Regions from separate parts of the Mus musculus genome. Here region 2 is linked to region 1. A link is a contact called in public Micro-C data. All regions are on one chromosome and are shown on one strand. The core of a region is the stretch at or near the end of the contact, and the rest is flanking DNA. Distances in the headings are between cores, read along the strand shown.

Region 1 (5,211 bases), core at 1,542-4,041:
CTACGCGTGTTGACTGACAGCACATCAACATGGGATAACACGTGAGGGAGAGCCTGAGAGCAAGCTCCATGCTTAGAGGTGATGGATGGCATGGGTGTGTGGTGAGTATCCCAAGGAGATGCTTGTGAGTCCTGAATGAAGGAGTTGGGGTCCACTGTGTGAGAACACGTGGGAAGATGAGTGACAGGGGATGCTGGAGAGGAGGAGGGAGCTGGTGAAGAGCAACGGGAATGAGCAAGGAGATGGGATCCAGTTTGTCTTGGACCTCATTGGCCATTTTCCTCCCAGCCACACATCCCGACACCTAAGATATGCATTTGTGTCACTCTCTTTGCCATGTCCAGTATATTAGCAAAATCCTTATGGAGGACAGCAAGCACCAACACACTGCAGTGAATTCCCATTTTATTCCAGTGGACCCAGGGAGTCTGGGCCAGGAGACAGCAGTGTCTGAGAAAGCTGTCATCTTAAGTCTTAGAATGGACAATGTTTAAACAGAGCTGGAGAATAGTCCTCCTGACGTTAGTGGTCAGGGATCCTGGTGAAAACTAGGTTACAGACGGGCAAAGTGAAGTCTCCGCACTTTCTGCAGACAGCCAGGCTGCTGTGCACTATGGCTAAGGAGGGGCAGACACTGGGGACAAGGAACACGTACATATAGGAGATGGTCTGACACGTTTAGAAAATCTATTTCTACAGAAATGAAAGGAGGAAGGACTGTGGGGGCGGGGTCTGCTACAGAGCAGAGTGGGAACTAGGGCTTTACTGAAGGATCTTGGGTAGCATGGGATGGATGCGACTCCATGTAGGTGTTCAGAATGGGTGGAGCTGGATAGGAACCAGAGCCAGAACCAATAGAACCTTACAGGCTGGTGGGTTGAAATTCTGCTCAGAAACTGCAGGAGGCAACTAAAATGTTTACAAAGTGACTAGTCCTCTCTGGTCTTTTAATATATGTAGCAAAAATAGGAGTGGGGCGTGGGGGAGGGGGTGGGTGGAAGGTTGCTGCTTGGAGGAGAGTAGCTTAGAGTCCCTCAGACTATCTCAAACCCTTGTGGGGCTTCAAACACTCTATTAGAAAGTGAATGGCCAGGGAGCTCTGGGGGTACTGGTTAGTTCATATTGTTGGTCCTCCTATGGGGCTGCAAACCCCTTCAGCTCCTTAGGTACTTTCTCTAGCTCCTTCCTTGGGGACCCTGTGCTCCATCATCTAATGGATGACTGTGAGCATTCACTTCTGTATTTGTCAGGCACTGGCAGAACCTCTCATGCAACAGCTATATCAGGTTCCTGTCAGCAAGCTCTTCTTGGCATCTGCAATAGTGTCTGGGTTTGGTAGTTGTTTGTGGGATGGATCCCCAGGTGGGGCAGTCTCTGGATGGCCATGCCTTCAGTCTCTGCTCCGAACTTTGTCTCTGTAACTCCTTCCATGGGTATTTTGTTCCCCCCTTCTAAGAAGGATGGAAGTATCCACACTTTGGTCTTCCTTCTTCTTGAGTTTCATGTGTTTTGCAAATTGTATCTTGGGTATTCTGATCAAAGAAAACACATGGAGGGACTCGTGGTTCTAGCTGCATATGCAGCAGAGGATGGCCTAGTCGGTCATTAATGGGATGAGAGGCCCTTGGTCCTGTAAAGGTTCTATGCCCCAGTATAAGGGACTGCCAGGGCCAGGAAGCAGACGTGGGTGGGTGGGGAGCAGGGGGAAAGGGGGAAGGATAGGGGATTTATGGAGGGGAAATTAGGAAAGGGGATAGCATCTGAAATGTAAATAAAGAAAATATCTAAAAGAAAAGAAAAGAAAAGAAAAGAAAAGAAAAGAAAAGAAAAGAAAAGAAAAGAAAAGAAAAAAAGAAAAGGAAAGAAGGTGAATGGCCTAAATGGATAGAAGGTCTGTGTGTGCATTCTGACCTTTTACTGGGCTGTGCAGATGTTAATTGGGAGAAGTGTGGGATGGCGGTGACCAGCATGTGCAATGAGGTGAAGTGGTATCCGAATAACTGCTTACACAGGATGATTAAACCAGGCCAGCATTGCAGCAGAGGATGGGAGAGATTCACCCAGCTGCTCCAGAGAAGGCAGCTGGGAGGTGGTGGGACACATAAGTCTGTTTCAGGCCCAGAAGCATTTTCACAGAGCTCTGTGAAGTCCCAGAGGAGGGAAGCCATGGGAGGCCAGGGGGAGGGGTGACTTTGCTGGGGTCAGGGTGAGGAGGATGGTCAAGCTCTGCACCTGGTAGCCCACCACTTCTAAGTCTTAAGGAGGGCTGTAGCAAAAAAATCAAAGCAATAATAACAAACCATACAAAGACAAACCCCTTTGGGTATATTAGGAAGAGACCAAACTACTAACAAAAAGCAGACATTAAAAACCCTGGGCAATTGTTTGAAAAGCAAAACTACCCCATTAATCATCTCTCTTTATTCTACATCTAAAATGTTTAATTCTGGATGCATTTTAATGTATCTCTTGTGCCTGGGGTGACAAGGGGAGCGATTCCCTCAAAGCTTAGCTGTCTGAACTCTAAAGAGATAACCTGAGGCAGAGGACACGTGCTCTCCCACCCCTCCCAACCCTCTTGGGCCAGCTCACCCTTGCGCAGGGGATTCACGTGATACTGCGTGTACAGCTTCTGTGCCCGTAGCTCTTTGAGAAAGAGTTCCCGCAAGATCTGATTCTGGTGAACTTCATCCTGATTCTTCATCTGCCCCACACGTCCTGCCATGGCCATGTTTTTGCTCTGAGAAGTCAAGCTATCTGCCCTGCCCTTACCAGGAGAAAGGTCGTCTTCTACAGTTTCCAGGCAACGGATGTTCCTCTTGTGTTCAGGCCACAGCGTCCTTTCTGTCTCTAGGCAACAGCGCCCAGGCTCGGAGCACCACCTGCCCAGAAAGCCTTTCCCTGGCTTCTGTCCACTCCACCCCTCCCAGCTCTCAGGCTGCTGGTATCTATTAGGCCTCCTCCAATGTCCTCAGACCCAGATTCAGCCTCTGGATCTAGAGTCACCCCTGTGTCCTGTGCGCTGCTAGGAAAGAGCTGCCTTTCTTTGGACCACCCAGGAAGAAGAGGCTGAAACGTGCACCTCAGCATGACTGGTCGCTTCCTAGAGATGATTTGGGGAGGGGCCAGAGCCAATAGGTTTGAAAGTAGGTGCTCAGAATTAAAATAAACAAAAACCACCTCTAACACACACATGCACACTGGTGGGTGGGGAAACAGAAAGTAAAATAATCTGACTGGTACACGGAAACAAACAGGACCACTACCCTTCCTAACCTAAGTAATTTGACATCTTAATGATTTATTTCATTATTTTTACAACACTAGGGGTTGAACTCAGCGCTTCTGCATGCTGCGAAGCTGCTTCAGCCCTGAGCGCTATCTCCAGCCCTTCCCTTCTTATTTTAAGACAGGACCACACTAAGTTGCCCAGGCAGAGGTTGGACTTGCAATCCTCCTGCCTCCGCCTGCTGAGTTGCTGGGATAATAGGCCTGCCCCACCAGACCCAACTACTTTCAATGATTGGTTGTGGTAAAATGCACATCTTCTAAGATCTCCTGTCTTCGATATTCTCAAGCATCCGGTCCAGCTGCATGAAGTAGGGGCATAGTGTGAAACCCAGCTCTAAAACTCACCCTTAGGCAACTGTCCTCTGACACCCCACTCAACTGACAACCACCACCTTTCTTTTTATTCCTATGTTCAACCCCTAAGCATCTTCTATAACATGATTTATTTTTAAATAGCCATAAGTAACCTACAGTAGGGAAAGGATCCACCCTGGCTTTGATGAGCAGATAAACACAGATGCTAAAACGTGTGATCTTTTATCCATTCACTCATTTATGACCCAGAATGTTCGATGTGTGATAGACAGTATTGCACTCGTTAGGTGTGCGGCCATTGCTGCCCAATCCCCCACATCTATAGAAGACATCATAGTTTTTTTCTCTCGGCTTTTCTCCTCAGCCTGCTGGGCTCTTTGCCTCTTGGATACCCCACATTTATGTGAGCTCACATGCAATCGCTTTTCAAAAGCCTTAGCAGGCTGTAGAGTCCTTCTCTGTTGGTGCTTTATTGCAAACTTAGTTACTTCACTAAATGTACTTGTTTATGCCTAAGCTACCTAAGGTGAGACACATCCTCCTCCCGCCTCTCCCCTCCCCCCACCCTCACACCACATTCCCAGTCCCCAGCACAGTAGAGGCAGGTATGTGTTTGGTGTTTTGTGTGTGACTGGGTGTCTGCAGTTCTGTTTGCTTGCATCATTATATTATATAGTCCCTTAGAACATTCAGATGATTGTATCACACTGGTTTAAGTAGATCAATGCATTGCCCTTGTGACCCATGCCTGGCCCCTGTGTTCCAAGCAAGGCTAAAAACAGCCTCTTGGAGTCTTCACTGACTTCCTGAAAGTAAGAAGAAATAAAGTCTTCCAAGCAACATGGTTTGTTTGAGGAAAATTTATAAGATTTCGCTTGTACTCCATCCATACAGTGTCCTTTACCCTGAACTATTAGCCTAGCATCTGGGACGCTCCATACAGGGCTGGAGGAAGGAATCCTAGCCTAAGAAGAGATGGCTATTAAAGCACAATGAGCTATTTTTAGAGCATGGGAGATGAAGATGGCTATTTAGATGAAAGAAAAGGAAATGAATGTTTAAAATTCGCCAGCATGGGGCAAAATCAGAGGCTGGTTCGAGTGTCTGGACCAGTAGAATAGTTTGACTTCGAAGGAACAATTTGAGTGGTAAAATGTGATGCTTATGGGATATTCAGTGCCAGGGACCTTTCCCAGTGAGGGTCCAAGCTAACAGGGCAGTCAACCTGTGGAGGTGATAAGGGGTTGGCAGGGGGAGGAGTCAGGCCATGGTGCTCAGGGTGATTAGCAACCAGGCGATTTATTTCTGCAGGTCTCACAGATCAAAGATTAATGATTATCCAGGTACTACAGAATATGCGATTGATTTTTTTTTCATTACATGTCCAGGGTTACAAGTTCAGTTACAATTAGAAAATACAAACAGAACAGATTTTTGTTTTTATCATTGGCCCTATAACTCCAATTTAAAGAATCTAAAAAATGTCACCTCCCAAGAAAATGTATACATTATGTGACAGCCTGCTTTTAGGCTAGCGATGTCTGTTGTTTTAAGGCACTCCAGACAAACAGAAATTACCTAAACTGGTCTTCTAATGAATGGCAG
Region 2 (5,211 bases), core at 1,340-3,839, 160 kb before region 1:
GTGTAGCTCTAAACAAGATTGAGGGACGCCCTCAGTACTAACGTAGCTAGATTCTGATTCATCCTTCCTTTTGGGTTCCAATTTCTTTATCTTTCTCCAATTGCATAGAGTTGCTATGTGGAAAACCTCTACTAAGTGTGTGGTACCTATTGAATACTCCGAGGAACCTTAGAGAGAATGACTTTAACACCATCATCCTTGTATGTGAGATGAAATGCAGCAGGGGGCACAGACACCGTCTGCCCCAAGGCACTCAGTAAGAGCCTCTCTGTCTGTAGCTAGCCTTACTTTGCTCCCTCTAAGCCTTCTGCCCTGCTTTCTCCTCTGATGTCACCATCTTTAGTGTTTTCTGCATTTAGTTCTGAAGACTCTGTTTCAATTATCCACTTAACCCCGAGACAGATGGCCTCGAGAACACTTTGACCCTGCACACCATCAAAGCTCCAAGCCAAGCTTTGCCTCATAGTAAAGCTCTGCGAACCTCGGAGGAGCTTGCCAGGTCCTGAGTCACCAGCCGGGCCACTCCTTGCAAGTTTATTTGCTATTGTTTGTCAGGACCAGCCTTTCTGGAGGCTTCTTAGTCATCTGGATGTAGCCAGCCCCTCTGCCCAGGACACTTGGGGGGGGTCACACAGCTTGGAACAGGCACTTCGTCATTGCCAGCTTGTCCTCCTCTGTTAGCTCAGAGCCCTTTGAGGTCCAACCTCTGTGGCTGCATGTTAGGGTCCCGTGCTATGGTCCTATGGGGGCTAGAAAGGAGCATTTCTCCTGGTTAGTACTTGTGTTAGCCTGATTCTGAGATGGTTTTCACCAGCTGAGCACAAGGCTCCTGGAGGGATGAGGTCCAACCTCCAGGCTTTTCCTCCCACCTTCGTATCCAAGACTGCCCCGAGACTCAAGACTCCCAACACACACATATATAATGGTGACAGATGGATAAATGTGCCAGCCACCAAACAAACTGACCTTCAGTAGAGTCACGGAGTATTCAGGTGACAGACATTAACACGTCACCTGAACAGATAGACTCACCCCAGTCCTGCCTCCTCATGGGACCAAGTCACAACACATCTTCAATGAAATCAACTTACTCCTACATAATCGCCTCAGCCTCCCTGTGTCAACAAGTGCAGTTTTCATGGGCTGGACTGGAAATTGTTCCTTTCAGAGGCTGGAGAGGTGACTCGGTGGTCAAAGAGGACTCGCTGCTCCTGCAGAAGGGCTGAGTTCTGTTCCTGACACCCATGGCAGGTGGCTCACACGCATCTGAAACTCTAGCTCCAGGGGATCCTGTGCCCTCTCTGGCCTCCTCGGGCAGGAGGGCACCTATTATACTGTTCTCATCCATGCTGGGCTGCCCACCTGCCATTACCACACACGTCATCCTCGCATCTGTCCTTCCAGTGGTATGGTAGTTTATTTCTGAAAGTAGAAAATCTCAAGAAAGAAAGACTGAGGAAAAAATAAGTATTTTTTCCAAGGGTGTTTTTTGTTTTTGTTTTTGTTTTTGTGATTACAACAGAAGTTCATGGTACCATTCAGTAATAGTGGGGGAAGAGGGCAGGCGTGCCCCACATTGGCTGATGTGGCATGAGGGACTCCTAAGAGGCAGGCTTATTTCTGATTTTGTCCTACTAGCAGGGCAACTACCCCCAGCCAACTTCATGTGTAATATGCACAGATAGACTCAAGAGCTAACCCTAAGTCTGCATGCTTCAGGAAATTCCGGGAACTTTTGTTAATCTTACATTTGAGGTTTTTCCTGTGTGGGTTGTGTGAGTGAGTGAGTGTGTGTGTGTGTGTGTGTGTGTGTGTGTGTGTGTGTGTGTGTGTGCTGCCACTCCAACATGGAAGCCAGACAACAACTTTTGCCAGTTAGATTTCTTTCAACCATGTGAGTCTGGAGAGTCAAATTCAGGTCAGGTTTAGTGGCAAGCATCTTTGCCATCTTATGGGCAATAAATAAATAAATAAATAAATAAATAAATAAATAAATAAATATTACTGGGGAAGGCAACTTTGTTGGTCTTGATGGTATAGTCCTATCATTCCAGCTATTTGGGATGCTGAGCCAGGAATAGGGTGTTCCAAGTCAGACTAGGTGTCAGAGTGAGTTCAAAGACAGCCTGGACTACAGGTGAATTCAAGGCCAGCCTAGGCAAAATTGGTAGATCTCCCATCCCAAAATAAGAGACTGGGGGTGTTCCTCAGTGGTAGAACTTGCTTGGCTTGTGTGAAGCGCTGGGTTCCACCCATACTACAAAATCATGCTGCAAGCTTCAATAGCCTCTAAATGTGAGTTAGGGTGGCGTAAAAGCTGCATTATATTAGACTCAAAATAAAGATAGGGAAGGAAAGAATAGGAAAAAAAAAAAAAAACAAAAAACAAAAAACCAGAAGAGGAGCTGCTGGGTTTCTGAAGAGGTGACAGTCATTGGACTTGTTGCTGTCACCAGGAGTGGCTCTTTTTGGCTGCTGGATCCGGGCCAGCCCAGGCGATAAAACCCTCAGGGCCTGTTCCCCTGCTTTTGGGTTTCCTTCCTTCTATGCAGACCGCTAGGGTAATAGGAGCTGCTGCCACAAGCTAAGGCCATGGCCACGGCACCCGGGGAGCGACTGCAGGAGGAGGCGCGGTGCTCCGTGTGCCTGGACTTCCTGCAGGAGCCCATCAGCGTGGACTGCGGCCACAGTTTCTGTCTGCGGTGCATCTCGGAGTTCTGCGAGAAGTCGGACAGCGCTCAGGGCGTCTACGCCTGTCCCCAGTGCAGGGGTCCCTTCAGGCCCGCCAGCTTCAGACCCAACCGGCAGCTGGCCAGCCTGGTGGACAGCGTGCGGCAGCTGGGGCTGGGCACGGGACACGCGGGGTCGCGTCAGTGTGCGAGGCACGGTGAGGACCTGAGCCACTTCTGTGAAGAGGACCAGACGATGCTGTGCTGGGTCTGCGATACCAGCCCTGAGCACCGGAGCCACCGCACAGAGACGCTGCAGGAGGCTGCCAGCCGCTACCAGGTGAGCCTCAGCTCAGGTTCCCGTGTGGAAATAGGGAAAACACTGAGGCTGATGACCTTGGAATGTGAAGGGACATGTACCATACAGAGCCAAATGGTGCTATTGTATAAGTAGTAACTATTAACTCCCAAGCTCTTTCCTTCTCTGGTCTTCCCCTCTCCAACCCCCACCCCCTGCCCCCGTTCCCCGTTCCCGTTCCCCGTTCCCCGTTCTTACTGGCTCACATTCCCCGAAGCTGGGGTGGCTTTCGCCCCTGGGAACCCCGGGGTTGGGCATAGGCTAAATCCTGCCTCCTACTATAATGGGCCTCTGGTGTAGCACGTGGGAAACTCCCTTTGCTGAGCACAGACTCGGAGGGGTTTCCTACTGCTTCTTGCCTCTGTGTGTGTTATCTGGGCATTGGCAGAAGGCTGCTTTGCTCACTCATCTTCCTCTGAAGTTGCTGGACACATTTTAAGAACATTTACGTTTCCATCTTCCGGAACAACCAGCACAAGGGACACCAGCGTGGTTTTCCTTCCTTGACAAGCTTGACCACGGAGTTGCACAGAGCACTAACTTTCTTAAGATGTTTGCTGGGTTGATTTTCTCTAAAATTATAAATTAGGTGTTTTCCTCAACTCGTTGAAAAATCTCTCTTGATTTTACCACTTGCTTTCCTCAACTTGGTAAAAATTTGGGCACCAGTTATTTCCTAATCAGATTTAAAAATTATGATCCCACCTGCTTAAGTCCTGAAAATGTCACACAGACCTTGGCTAGCGATACATTTCTGATACTGTTTTCTACAAATATTCTGTAGGGCTTTTGTTTTCCTCGATTAAATGCCAAATAAACATCGTCTAGACCTCTGGGCCAATCAGCTGCAGCTGCCTAGGGCCCTGTGCAAACTGTGCTCAGCTCTTATCCTAACCACACAGACCCAGTGGAATCTGCCCTGTCACTGTTGTACCTAGCCCTGCTGTGCTGTTTGTCACCTCTTTGGTGTGGCCCCTGGTTTCTTTGGGCTGGTGGGGCTTTACTCCATCTGCTGAGCCAAATTTTTCAACAGCAAAGCAAATCCCAGCCAGTCTGGTCAAGCACTACCCTGAGTTCCAAGGCTATTTTATGTGCACGCGCTACACAGCCCTATAGTGCCCGCCTTTCAAGTATGAACCGTGCGTGTGCAGGGTTTATGGAGTAGCTTTTATGGCAGGGTTCATACATTTTTCTTTCCAAAGCATATTTGTGCATGTGTTCTCTGCCATCAAGTGTTCACACGTGCCTCCTGCAGGGTCCTGGTGCTGAAAGGAGACAGCTCCTGCTGCATCCTCTCCACTCCCTGGGTAGGGCACTGGCTGCCAGCCTGACAATCTGTGAGACTGATCCCCAAACCCACATGACGGAAGGACAACTGGCTCCTGCAAATCGTATCTATCCTCCATATTTGTCTCTCGCACTCTTGTAGGTACACACACGTACACACACACATACACAATAAATGTTTTAAAGCCCTTATACTAAGTGGTAAATAAGAAATTTCATCACCCTTCAGTCTATCAATAGCAGACAGCATTTCCTCTGCTGCAACATAGTTTTTATATATTCACTCTAAACATTTTTTTCAAAATTGGCATTATATTTTATAAAATACAACTATTTGTCATTATAATTGTATTTCTGACTACTAAATATACTACAACCCCTTATTTATACTCTATTGTTACTTTCTCTTTTTCCCCCTTCCCTTCTCCCTCTTGCTCCAGCCAGTTTCACTCCAGCCACCACTTGCCCCTCCCCACAGCCCTCCCCCCCCCCCCCATCGCTCGGGTTCCTGCTCACCCTGGCCCATAGGTATTTTATTTGTTTCTCATTCCAGATGGTTGTGAGTCATCATGTGGTTGCTGGGAATTGAACTCATGACCTCTGGAAGAGCAGTCAGTGCTCTTAACCACTGAGCCATCTCACCAGCTCATACTTTGTCCTTTTGATTAATTATTGGAAAGAGTGACCTAATGACAAATCTTTAGGCACATCTTGGTGTCAGGCACCAGATGAGGAAGGCGTCTGCTGACTTTCGTGAGTCCAACAGTCAGTTGGTTCCTGGCTGATCTTTGTACATCTAAGCAAACTCTAAGGCCTGAGAGAACACAATGGTCTTGTCTTCCCAAACAGAGGATGCTCCGAGCGTCTTTGGAACTTGTGAAGAAGGAAATGGAGGAG

The links. A called contact is a pair of places that touch in the nucleus more often than the background predicts.
Region 2: a Micro-C map of the HL-1 cell line shows a contact between it and region 1, with 1.9 times the contacts expected there. The contact joins the promoter of Trim58 here to the promoter of Fam183b in region 1. A contact is called at or near these places in 10 of 39 promoter capture datasets (the 3T3-L1 cell line, the SN4741 cell line, cranial neural crest and 6 more), 3 of 484 Hi-C or Micro-C datasets (the HL-1 cell line, double positive thymocytes and embryonic stem cells) and 3 of 9 other capture datasets (adipose tissue, liver and pancreatic islet).

What each region holds. Positions count from the first base shown.
Region 1 is chr11:58,799,169-58,804,379 of GRCm38.p6, forward strand. It overlaps Fam183b (family with sequence similarity 183, member B), which reads right to left and starts at 2,792. Exons shown (of 4, transcript NM_029283.3): 1 at 2,593-2,792. The coding sequence starts at 2,725.
Region 2 is chr11:58,637,876-58,643,086 of GRCm38.p6, forward strand. Trim58 (tripartite motif-containing 58) reads left to right here and starts at 2,590. Exons shown (of 6, transcript NM_001039047.1): 1 at 2,590-3,009; 2 at 5,164-5,211. The coding sequence starts at 2,593.